2 separate regions of the Anas platyrhynchos genome follow, and region 1 is linked to region 2. The links are chromatin contacts, called in public Hi-C maps. All regions are on one chromosome and are shown on one strand. The core of a region is the stretch at or near the end of the contact, and the rest is flanking DNA. Distances in the headings are between cores, read along the strand shown.

What was found. Hi-C and Micro-C count contacts between places; a contact is called where the count stands out from the background.
Region 1: a Hi-C map of liver shows a contact between it and region 2, with 1.7 times the contacts expected there. The contact joins the promoter of MBNL3 here to the enhancer-like site in region 2. A contact is called at or near these places in 2 of 8 Hi-C or Micro-C datasets (liver and subcutaneous adipose tissue).

Annotation. Positions count from the first base shown.
Region 1 is chr10:16,244,600-16,250,746 of IASCAAS_PekinDuck_T2T, forward strand. MBNL3 (muscleblind like splicing regulator 3) reads right to left here and starts at 3,983. Exons shown (of 9, transcript XM_038184674.2): 1 at 3,844-3,983. LOC119717963 (a long non-coding RNA gene) reads left to right here and starts at 2,845. Exons shown (of 2, transcript XR_005268429.2): 1 at 2,845-3,266; 2 at 4,627-5,012.
Region 2 is chr10:16,200,977-16,206,676 of IASCAAS_PekinDuck_T2T, forward strand. All of the region lies in intron 1 of MBNL3 (muscleblind like splicing regulator 3), which reads right to left. Among named protein-coding and RNA genes, the nearest start is that of MBNL3, 45 kb to the right of the region's middle. Within about 2 kb of position 2,240, at least 1 of the 8 cell types and tissues checked has an H3K27ac peak or open chromatin away from gene starts, as enhancers often do.

The sequences.
Region 1 (6,147 bases), core at 2,733-5,232, 45 kb after region 2:
CAAGCTCTTACCACTGGTATGGCAAGGGTGTCCTGCTGCAGGCATCAGTAACCAAATTCTGACTGCAGATTCATAATCATCACCTGTGCCTGCATTATCCACACACACACACACAAAAAAAAAATCTTAATTTGCTTTCAGGCTCCTGACTAAGCTGCAGTCACCGGTGCCTAGGAAAGCCGTGGTTTGACTTGTTCATGAAGAAAGAGCCTTTTGCAAGACACCAGCCATGCAGTTTTGCCATCAGTTTAACTTTTATGCTCAGGCACAAGTCAATGCCACTAACAAAAGCGGCAGTCTGGCCTCATCCTGTCCTGCTTGTACACCCCAGGTCCTTGTGTCAGCACAACTGTTTGTGTGGCCACGGGGAAAAACAAACCAGGGAAGCAGTGACTGTTACTGTTAGAGAGCGTCAGTTTCTTTGTTGTTACTCAGAAAGATTATTTTTAATCAGTAAGGATGGTAAAGGCACGAGAGCAAACAGCTGGAAGCAGAACCACTTTTTCCACTGCAGCACCAGCTTCAAAACTGATTTCCAAACTATACTGCAAGAGGTAGGAAAGCCAGAGCCCCCCGGTTTGGGGTCACAAGTTTAAGTCCCACTTCGGTGTTCCCTTAAACACACAGAACAAAACTTCTAGACCAGTAAAATGTAAGAAACACACTTAAGCCTCTTGCCAGACATTCTTCATCAAAGAAGGAGGCTGAGCAGGCCACTGTTGCTTATGAAGCAGAATTGTGCATGAAAACCACTAGAAAATCATCTATGTGGATGCCAGACTGGAGCATCAACACCCCAGCAACCCTGCTTTTCAGTAACCTCCCCATGGCAGCTAAGGGAAGAGGCCAGTCACCAGATGCACTTCCTCATCCTCCTTGGAGAGCCCTCACTCCCCCTTAGTGGGGAAGAGGATGTAGCACCCCAGCTCCTCCCGACTTGGCCAGACACTGCGGGAGGCTGAGCATCACAGCACCGAGGGGTTGGTTTCCTCCCTAACCATCACAGCTGCTCTGGATCCCTGTGGGTCTATCACAAACCTCCTGGAAGACAGTACCAGACCCATTATATATATAGATGCACCCAGACTGACCAGGCACGTGTGTAAAACACAGCTGCTCTGGGAAGACTGGCTGCGTCTGAGAACAGACTGCACCTTCTCTTGCTCTAGGTGCATCCCATAATACCTAGAAGCTTCTGTACAGCCCATTGTCTTTCAAATAGAAACACTCAAATGCCAAAATAGCTCTCAAACTTTTCTGGGCCATCGCTACTTGGAAATGACTTAATTTAAATATGTACCGTGTCTATACACTCACACACACACACACCGAGGGAAATCAGCATTTGCAGGAGGGCTGGTGCCCACACATGGGAGCTCTGCACTCACACTCAGTTCGTGCCCAGGAGCTGCACAGCCCTGCAGCAAGGCAGGCCCTGTCCGACAGCCCCCCGAGCTCCCACCCGCTGGCAGGGAGTGCTGGAAAGCCCATGGCCCCGCAGGCTCCAGACCAGACCTCTTGGTAACACAAATCTTTTCGGGGTATAGAGTGGTGGGGGCAGGGAAGTTTTAAGACCAAATTACACAGCCCTTTAAATCCCCCTCAGTTGTGCGAACCGCACAAAGCTGAACCCATGAGCCCTTTCCTTCGGGAGTTTATTTCTTCTCCCTAGGGCTGAGATGTGAAATTCAGGCCCTCGTTTGTAAGTAAAGCTCCAAGGAGCAGGACTGTGCCACATAAGGTATTTCTCCAACCTGGAGAGCAGCACCGCTGCAGCCTCTACGCGCTACCTTAAAAGCAAAATACCCGCAAGGAGGACCCATAGGGGGAAAACATCTCTGCAACCCCACCGAAGCTGCTTATGGAAACTTTAACTGCATTACTTCTGCTACTGCATAATCCCAGCAGAACTTGCTTAATTCAGACTGCTCCAACTCAGACACTCGATAGTTTCAACATGGTATATAGACTATTACCTCGCTCTAATTACAGGATCACATTACATGTCCAACAACCACTGCAATTTAGTCTTGCTTGATACACCCCAGCTCAAAATTGCTCATCCCACCTCTCACTTCCATACTTTCTGGCATCCTTTGAATAAAGGCAGAAGCACCAAGCAGCACTTTAGTAATTGACACGCACACGCCCCAAGCCCCCCAAAGTCATTATTTCTTCGCAGTAACGAAGCTGACGACTTTCACCAGCGCAGAATAAACAAGCACCCAGTTTTAGGCAAATAGCACGGACACGGCACCGCTCAAACGCTTATCTATACAAACACATCCCTGGATTACCGCTCATAACCATCGCTGCACAGTACCACCGATTCACACGCTGCTCCCAAAACGCGGTACACACGGAGCCTCGATACACCCGGAGCCTCCGCAGCAGGATCAGGCCCTCGGAGTTTCACTACCTCCAAGGCAGCGCCGCACGTTTCGCCTCTCAGCCCAAACCTGCACCCACTGCTCCTGCTGCCGCGGGAGGGGACGGTTTTGCTCCCTGCAACCGCCCGGCCGAGCCCGAACCGAACGCTCACAGGTCTCTTACTTTCTTCTCGCCTCGCCATCACCTCATGCTCCACGGGGGAATATTTTGCTCCCCGAGCAGACGAGCTGTCCGGCCATCGCTCCACAATGATTCAGCAAGGGGGTGGCTCCCGGTCGGAAGGCACACCTACCACGAACTGTCATACCACGGGGCTGGGTGAAAATGGGAGAAGTTGCTCTCTCTATCATGGCTGCACTTTCCGAAATGCGTAGAGACCTGGCCTGGCAGGGTCGAGGGGGGCAGAGGCGGGGGGGGGGGGGGGGGCTGAAAATCTATGCAGACACATGGAGATAACTCACGGAAATATCTAGAGCCTTTTAACCACGGCACAAGTAAATGACGAAGAAAACAATAATAATAAAAATTAAAAAAAAAAAAGCCAGACACTTTCAGAGCCAGCATCAACTTCGCCAGGCTGTGTTCTTTGTTTCTAGGCAGACTCCAGTGCAGTGGCAAGAATGAACAAATGCGCATGCCTTAATAAGAGTCCAAAAAAAAAAAAAAAAGAAAAAAAAAAAAAAAGAAATTCCCCCTCCAAAGCCCCCGCTCGTTTCTGCAGCAGGAGGGGAGCCCAGCAAATACTTTGTGCTGCTTTTTCGGGACTAAAACTCTGCTTCAGCCTCTCGGGCCGAGGAGGCATTTCGCTACGCTGCGAGCGCGGAAAAACCGCCTGGCACGCTTCGGGCAGCCACGACGACTGCAGAACCCAGTCCGTGAGTTTGTTGGCCGGGCCGTTTTGGTGTTATTTCTGTATTTTTGTTTTTTTTTTTTAATAAAAACACACACCCGAACGGCAGCAAGGCGACCTTTCGTGGGGGGTGAAGGGAGGGGGGGGGCAGCGCCGAGCCGCGGCTCAGACAAAGACCCGGAGCGCCCCAACCCCCCCCCAACCCCCCGAACCGAGCCCGCACCCCCGGCCCCGCCGCTCCCCCCGGCGCCGCCTCCGCGCCCCCCTCCCCGTTCCGCGGGGGGCTCCCGAGCACCGCTGCGGGGCCTTACCTCGAGGTGTGGGGGGGGGGGTGGGGGGGAAGCAGCGGCGGCGCTAAGCGGGCAGGCAGCGGGCAGGCAGCGGGCGGCCGCTCCGTGCCACGCTGGGTGGCGGCGGCGCGGGGCGAGCCACGGGGGCCGGTTTAGCACGGGGGCCGGCTGCGCGCCGCCATTTTAACGCCTCCCTCCCTCCCCGCCCGCCCTCCCCGCGGCGGAGCGGCCACGCGCGGCGTGGAAATGTCACTCAGCGGCGCCCCCTCCCCGCGCTCCCCCTCCCTCCTCCATCACCACCGCCGCGGTTACATTGACGCAGCGGCTCCCGGTCGCCGTTGCCCGCCGCGGCGGAGCTAGCAGGGCGGCAGCAGCAGCAGCTGCAGCAGCAGCAGCCGCCGTCGTCGTCGTCGTCGCGGCCCCTCCGCCGCCGGGCGCACATGGTACGCTCCGGGGCCGCGCCGCGCCGCGCCCCGCCGGCCGTGCGCGCCGCCGCGCCGCCTGGCTGCTGCCATGGCAACCCGACGGCCGCCACGGCACCGCGCGGCACCGCGCACCGGGGCAGCGCAGCCCCTCGGGTCCCCCCCCCCCCCCAACCCACGTCGCCTCCCTCCCCGTCCCGGGAGCCGTCCCCTCTGTCCCCGCAGACCCCAAAGCCGCGGGCTGTGTCACCCCGCTGCGCCCCTTCCCCCTCGCGACGGTGGCTTTGGGGACAGCGGGGGCGCAGCGTGAGGGAGAGGAGGGGGCAAAGCCGTGCTGGAGCCCTGCATGCGCTGCGTGCTGCGGACCTGCGGCTCGTGTCCGGGTGGACGGCTTCAGGATGCTTCAAGGCAGACCCGTCTTTAAGATATCGCTGTCTGATTGCAAGCAGTTTCTGACTCTAGCATCTAATTCCCACGAATACTTACATTTTAATTATGCATTTGGTCGGGGCGAGCTGGAAACAACCAGCAACCAATGGATCACATAAGAAAACTGAGTCAATCACCTATTTTTTCTTTTTTTTTTTCCTTTCTTTTTTATTTTTTTATTTTTTTCTTTCTTTTTTCTTTCTTTTTTTTTCTTTTCTTTTTTTTTTTTTGTTTTTTAAATCAGCATTATACGAGGTTCAACAATACATACAACATTTTGTCCAGCTCAACCAGGAGCTGAAAGAGGCAGACGAGGATCGCTTATCGCGTGCGGAACGGCCCTCCCTGAAAACAGCCCTGCTGGAAATGGCTGTAATAAAAACGCCGGCATTGGCGGTCCGAGCAGCACACCAGGAGCCCTGCTTTCTGCACCCTGTTCTCACGACGACTTCCTCTGCGGCCAGGAGCAGATCACTTCTCTTAGTTACCACCATGCCAACTCATAGTTGAAATCAATTAGTTAATGTTTGCAAAGTCAGTTGAAGATGAAAAAGCATTACATACTGCTAATAAAACCGTAATGATCCCACTGTTAAACATTAAACACACAGTGATGTGTAAAAAAAGAAATCGCATTTATGCCTCTTGCTGCAAGGACAAAGGATTGGGTCCTAAAAAAGGAAGGACGATCTCAGGTTTGCATCACAGGACTGTGCCTCTGGGGTCTGGCTTCTGTTTATGTCTGCTGCTGGTTATCTGGGCAGCTGCGGGCAAATTGATGGAGCCAGCTTTTTCTGAAGCAGCCGGTGAGGTGGCCCACCTGAGAGAAAATGGCAGGGTAATCCATAGCTAGCCCAAAATCACCAGATGCTTTTGGAAAAAGCCCATCCTGAGCATTTTTGTGCTTTAGTTTCCCTGTCTGACAAATGGGGTGAAAATTGCCATGGCCTGCTCAGCCCAGAGCCGGGCCATTCCCAAGTCCAGGATGCAGGGACAACCCCGTGGGCAGCCAGTGCCATCCCCTCCCGGCCCCACTCACACAGCAACTGCTCCGACCTCTGTGCCCAGAGGAGCACGGTAGCACCAGCAGCTACACTTTTATTCACCTCAACTCCATCCAAGCAGTAGTAAAACAAATCCCTGCCAGATTTTTGCCAGCAAGAGACTACAGTGGGGAGCAAGCCCTGGCAGCACGGTCATTAAAAGCAGGGAGGGCTGAGCTGCTCACGGGACACATCACCCAGCAGTGTGAGGAATAAAAGCGGGCACGCAGGACTTTCTAGGAGATTTTTCTTGGCAATGAGTCTTGCCTTAGATGTAAAACCAGTAGCTGTGCTGCTGGTAGGGCTCCAGGTTGCAGTCTGTAGAGCAACGCATGTCTGATGTTCTGACCTACAGGCAAGAAGGAGGTGAGGAAAACCAGGAAAACCAAGCTTGCCTGTACCTTTGGGCCTGCACAGGGCCACATGCACATTGATGAGGCACCGGTGTTTCTGGCTGGGCAGAAGGATGGGTGGGGATTTGCACAACAGAAGCTCCAGGCAGTTTTAGATTTGGCACAGGGATCTCGGAGAGGGGAACTCCTCCCCAGAAAGAGCAGTCCTTTGACAAGGTATCCCTCATTTCCTTAATTGAACTGCCCTTTTGCAAGGAGCATCCCTGAGCTGCACCATCCCATTGCATCTTCCTCCCGAAATCTGATGCTACCCTGCTCTGATGGTGATCGGTTGTTGATTGCAGAAAAGCTGAATCATGAAACAGAGGT
Region 2 (5,700 bases), core at 990-3,489:
AGTATTTAAAGAATAGCGCTAAAACTTTTTATCTTGCTGGGCTACTCCTGACAGGGTTACGCTCAGAGGATGCTTTAAGTCGATTTGTGCCAACTCTAAGAAAACAAGACACCAAAAATCATTTACATTGGTGTTTTTATCCTAGCTAATGTAAGCTCTGTTCTGCGTAAATGCTTCTAAAGATTTTACATTACCTTGGGCTCTCCAAAAAACCCACACAGAAAAACACAAAAACAACAGCAATCAAAATCCTTTTAATCCACTCTGCGCTACATCACACAAGGCCACAACAGGGGATTTTTGTCTGTAGGAATACAAACACTCATCGATGAGACAGCTCTGGGTCCTGCTCTGAATACTACCCAAACACAGAACAAGACGGTCTTTGCCTGAAGAGTTTTCACAGTCTCAATACACAAGACTTGGTGGAAAAAACAACACTATTGCTGGGAGCAGCCTCAGTCACTCCGCAGATCTGCCACATGAAGAGCCCCCTTCTCTGCCATGTCTCTCTGCACTGTAGGAAGCTACAATGTAGAACTGCTTGCTACCATTCTTTATGAATCATCTCCAAATTACTGATCCTCCATAACCATGAGGCCGTGTGACAGCAAGGGGGGGAAAGCATCCAGTTATGATTCTGCTGAGACTCGCAGGAGGACTGACTCCATTGCATTTCACATCCAGGCAATTGAATTCAGCCTGCAAGTTGTGCGCACAGGCTCTGCAGGAGACCACTTCTGCGCTCCCTCCTCAAAGACTTGCTAACTCAGGCAGACAATTCACTTGGAAGCGAGCCTCCAGATGAGCCTCTCCTTGCTGCAGCTGCAGAGCTGCGGCCACGTGGCCCTGGGTGCTGAGCTCCTACCTCCCAGCAATAGACACGGTGCTCTCCCCACCTCCGCATCGCCAGCTGAAAGCAACCCCATCCATTTGCCTCTCAGCCCCCGAGGCACTTTTTTTCCTAAAGGCTCCAAACCGTGGCTCACAAACCAAACGTTTGAGTGGGCTCCGGTGACAGAAGTGTGACACAGAGCTGGTGGGGAGGCAGTGCTGGATAATCCGCCCCCTGCTACAGCATGGTGGGCAGCCAGCCCCTGCCACTCAGGCTGGCGTGCCTGTGCCCAGCCTTCCCACCCCATGTGCCAGCCCCAGGAGCTCCCGGGAGCTATTCCCCCCTGCCATCCACCTCTCCCGGCCCCATGAATGTTTCAGACATCTCTGGCCTACTTTCATCAAGCTGACAGCTCCCCAGCTCTGAGCACCTCTGAGTCACTCAGCCTGCTCGCCTTGTTCCAGCTCCTACACCTCAGAATGCAACGGGGGCTTTACAGGCAACACGATTGACACAGCAGGGAGCCAAAGTCTGCAGGGAGGTAACTGTGATGATTACTGCTTATCTGCAAGTGTACCAGGTGCACTGAACTAAAAAGTGACCACAGAAGCAACAGGAGGAGGGAGAGGCTGAGGAGACTGCCCAGGTTGCCTCGTTCAGTCCCCACTGACACCACCATCTAATGACAGGGGTGGAGAGGGGCAGCGGAGCTGCAGGAGGGCTCGGGGACAAATAAACCCAGAGGGGAGGAGGATACAGAGCAGAAAGGAGGAGAAGCTAGGCATTGGAATAAGGCTGCAAGTCTTGTGACATTGGAGTGAGATTTGGGAGGACGCCTGCAAAAAGCACCAGATGCATTTTTAACACCTGCCACTCCAGAGTTTGGGAAGAAGCAACACTGCATCAGAAGACAAGCCTGTGCCTCAGAAATCCAGTTTTATGCAACAAGATTCCCTCACAGGGAGTAAAGCACTTTACTTCCTACAGTTGACCTCAAACCTCTGAGAGTCACCTCTGCCATATCTGCGTGACTTTGCAAGCCCTCCTTGAAGGTTCATCTCCATTTCCTGCTTTCACTTCCCTGCTGTCTGGGCTACTCAAGCATTTCTGCATAGGCTGAAATGCCTCCCCCAGCAAGGCTCTTGCTTCCTCCTGCCAAACTCAGAGCCCAGCCAGCACTCTGTACCTGCAGTGCCACAAAAAGGGACCCCCAGGAGCAGAGCCCCAGTACCACACGTGGCACGGTGCTGCACAAACGGAGCATGCACGATCAGGCTGAACTTAATGGTCAGAAAGCAAGCTCAACTCACGCTCTGATCCTGCGGTAACTACCAGCAATGGGAGGACACGCCGGTCAGCAGGATCAGCCGGTGCAGTTGAGATTACACGCTGAGGTTTTGTTTTCAAACTTTGCTCAGTTGTGGCAGGGGCTCTTTAAGGACCTAATCTCCATGTGATTGTTCCCAGCACCAGCCATGCCCCTGCGGATAATAAGGACTTAGGAACCCCCGTCACATAGAGGCTGTGCTCTCAGGCAGGCTAACTGCAACCCTCCTGTGGCTGCACTGCCCTGGCTGAATCCTGACCCCAGCAAAAGCAGACGGGTACTTCACGTGCTGTCCCTGCAGCCCCTCGATGCAGTGGGGCCATGCAGGCAGGGCAGAGCTGTTTTCTCTCCATAAGCACACAGATGTGACCACAGCAGCTACCTGCACATTCAAAGCAGAAGCAAGGAGACAGAGTTAAAGCATCACCATCTGGGCCAAGGGCTTAAACCCTCATCAGAGCCTGGTGTATGTACTGCTGGGCAGGGAGAAGGGCATCACTAACACAACCCAGCTGATCCCCAAACTCCTGTCTGTCATGGTTTACTTTGACACCTAGTTTAGAAGAGACCAGCTAGAAGCAAACACTGTGTTAATGTAGTGTCCATGTGAGCCTGCCTCAAGTTGATCCATTTAAAAGACACTGCTTCGCTGAGGAGCCAGGAGGATGAGAGCAGCCTTTTCCCTCAAACCTTCCTGTCTAGCAGTGATGCACACCAGCCCTCTCCAGCCATCTCAGTGGCAGCTAAGCCTTGCTAACCCCAAATGGGGACTCGACTCTCCAGCTGGGCTCAGAGAAGGTTCAAGAGGCTCAAGTCGCAATATTTCTAAGCCTGAGCTACTTTTCCCTTCTCTCTGCTACGAGATGATCCAATTCCCCCATGCACGGAGGAGCAGCACTCGCTGACATGGAGAGGCTGTGCCTAGAAAAGGAAGACTTGATCCATGCAGACCCACCCAGAGGGAGTGCTGGGGGCAGAGGCATGACAAAACTCAGTGCACACCACTAACCAGTTAGCAGGGAACCAGGCAATGCCTCTGATGTCATACTAATTCTCTAGGACCAGCTAACCTGATCCTGGGACTGTTACTGTAAGCAGAATTTGTCTCCACTTTTTAAGGGTGCTTTCTTTGCGAGCTCACCTCAGCCAAGGGTCACAGCAAGCAGTGTCCCCACAGCAGTTGTGCAGGGCTGGGCAGCGAGTGTTTCTGTCTCCTCTGCAGCCACATTAAGGCATGCAGAAGTGGCCTGTTTCATGTGTTCACATTCTACTCTCGCAAGAGAAAAACTTGTCCCCTAGAGCGCAGGCTGCCACCTTGCAAACAAGGTCAGACACCGACCTCCTCCCCCACTGTCAATGACCTTATTAGCACTGATCATGGTTCTAATAATATCCCACGTTGTAAGCGGGCCATCTGCTATAACATTTCGCCACAAACTTTGGGAATTGCAAGTGCTCTCGGTTTGAGTACACTCATTTCTCAGCAGGCCCATTTTCTCCTTCAGGAGTATGTACCTTCCCCACAGTTTTAAACTATGTGCTATGGAAAGGCACTTCTGGATCCCAGCTTTCCAGCTTGGAGCTCAAGCATAACACAGGAAACAGCACAGAGCCACACCAAGGTGCCGGCTTCAGACAGAAGTGAAAATACACCTAGAGGTTAAAATCCAGCAGTCCAGAATCACAGCCTCCAACTCTTCTGATGGCGGGGACAGAGTAACCAAGGCACTGAAAGCCAACACCAAGGCCAGACACTGAGCAGATGTTCAGAGAGTCAGATGTCAGAAGTGCCAAGGCTCCTGCGAGCACAGATCACCACTCCTTTTGTGCCATGTACTTTATATCGCATGGGCAGTAGAAATATTTTACCACCTTAACACGTTAGCTAGAGTTAAGCAGAATGTTTCCCCTTCTGTTCCAGGAGAGAGGGCTTTCAGTAACAGGCAGTCTTGTTTGCAGAACTAACCACATTTGATAGCTATTCATTTAGACAGAGTCAGGTTTTGAAATGCTTACTCAGTCAGGACATCTAAGACACCCAGGGTCTCGTTACTACAGTAGCTCAACTCCACTCAGTCTAAGGCATTTTCTTTGTACTGCTTCTGAGAGGTCAAGAAGTGCAATTAGGCACGGAGACTGGCATTGCAACACTTTTAAGGCAGGCTGCATCATAGCAAGGCTTCGAAGGCTGTTTTTCCAAATCCTTGGTTTTTCCTTTAATCAAAAGGCCATCGTTTGACACAGTAGGAGAGACTAAATGGGACAAGTGGTCACTGCATGGTTCTCTGCAGTTTTAAGAATAGCAATAAAACAACATTAATAAGCCATAAATAAAACTGTGCTTGTATGGGGGCAACATTCACCCAAGTGCCTCAAATTCATTTATTTAATACCAGCTTAACAATATTTATAGGGGCAGGTTTTCAAAGAGCTCAGCTCCTCACTTGGAAATCTAACCACTTATTTAAATGTTCTGTGGGAGATGTCAGACTATGGGCTCTCCAGAAAACCTGGCATATCTTGTTTGTATTTGTTTGAAAGCTTCCAAACAGCTCAATTACATAAATACACATTACTGCACCGTCTTTCAGATGAGTGAACCAAGCAGCAGAATGCAATTGTCAGCAAAGGGACTACATCAAACTGATTCTACACTACTGAAGAAATCCACCAACTCCATGTGCTCGTTCAGTGTCATTCTCCTTGAAGGAATCTTCTACCCTCTTCCCTGCAGCCAGCTTCATCAGGCTAATGCAATCAAGAGAAATAGCTGGGTAGATTTGCTGACGAAGCAGCAAGGCGGGACACCATGCCCAAGCATGGCTCCACATTTACAAGGATCCCATTTGCCCCAACCCCCACTAGGGTAGGGACTTGCAGGTTTGGGACATCTATGTGAATCCCAGCATCAGTTACTGTTACAGATCAGGTCTAGACGAAGGAAGGCTTGAACTTCCTTCCCCATGTGGATCCGGCGATGCTGCAGGTTACATTACAGTGGACACCGAGGTGCCAGAGCTCACTGTAGGCACAACCAACCCCTCTGCACTCCCTCGGCCAGCTCCTGGCTCTGACTCACAGACACACAAGGGTAAATGTAAAAGCTGCTAGAACTTGCCAGCTAGGTTTTAGAGCCCCATCTCACTCCTTTCAGTGCAGAGACAACCCCTGGGGCTTGCCAAGCACGGCATTGCATTTGCACTGGGTCACAGGCACCGAGCTTGTGCTTGCACATCCGAGCAGAGCTGGCAGGACTGTGAGCATGTGTGAAGAAAGCTCTTCTGAACTGGAAAACCAAAGGTAAGAGAGGAAACTACAGGCAGTTCTTCCCCTTGGATAAGGGCTGATAAGGGCTTTCCCTCTCTCAAAACCTGATTCAACAGCTCACTTCAGCACAAGGAGTCCTTTGCTTTCCACAGTAATTCTAAACTGCTTAAAGTCCGACTTAAGTATTTCACATAACTGGAACGTCAGTCTGGAGGGCTTTGCCCTTAAAAAAGGGAAGTAAGACTCAGGAGCAGGAGATGGCATGCCATGG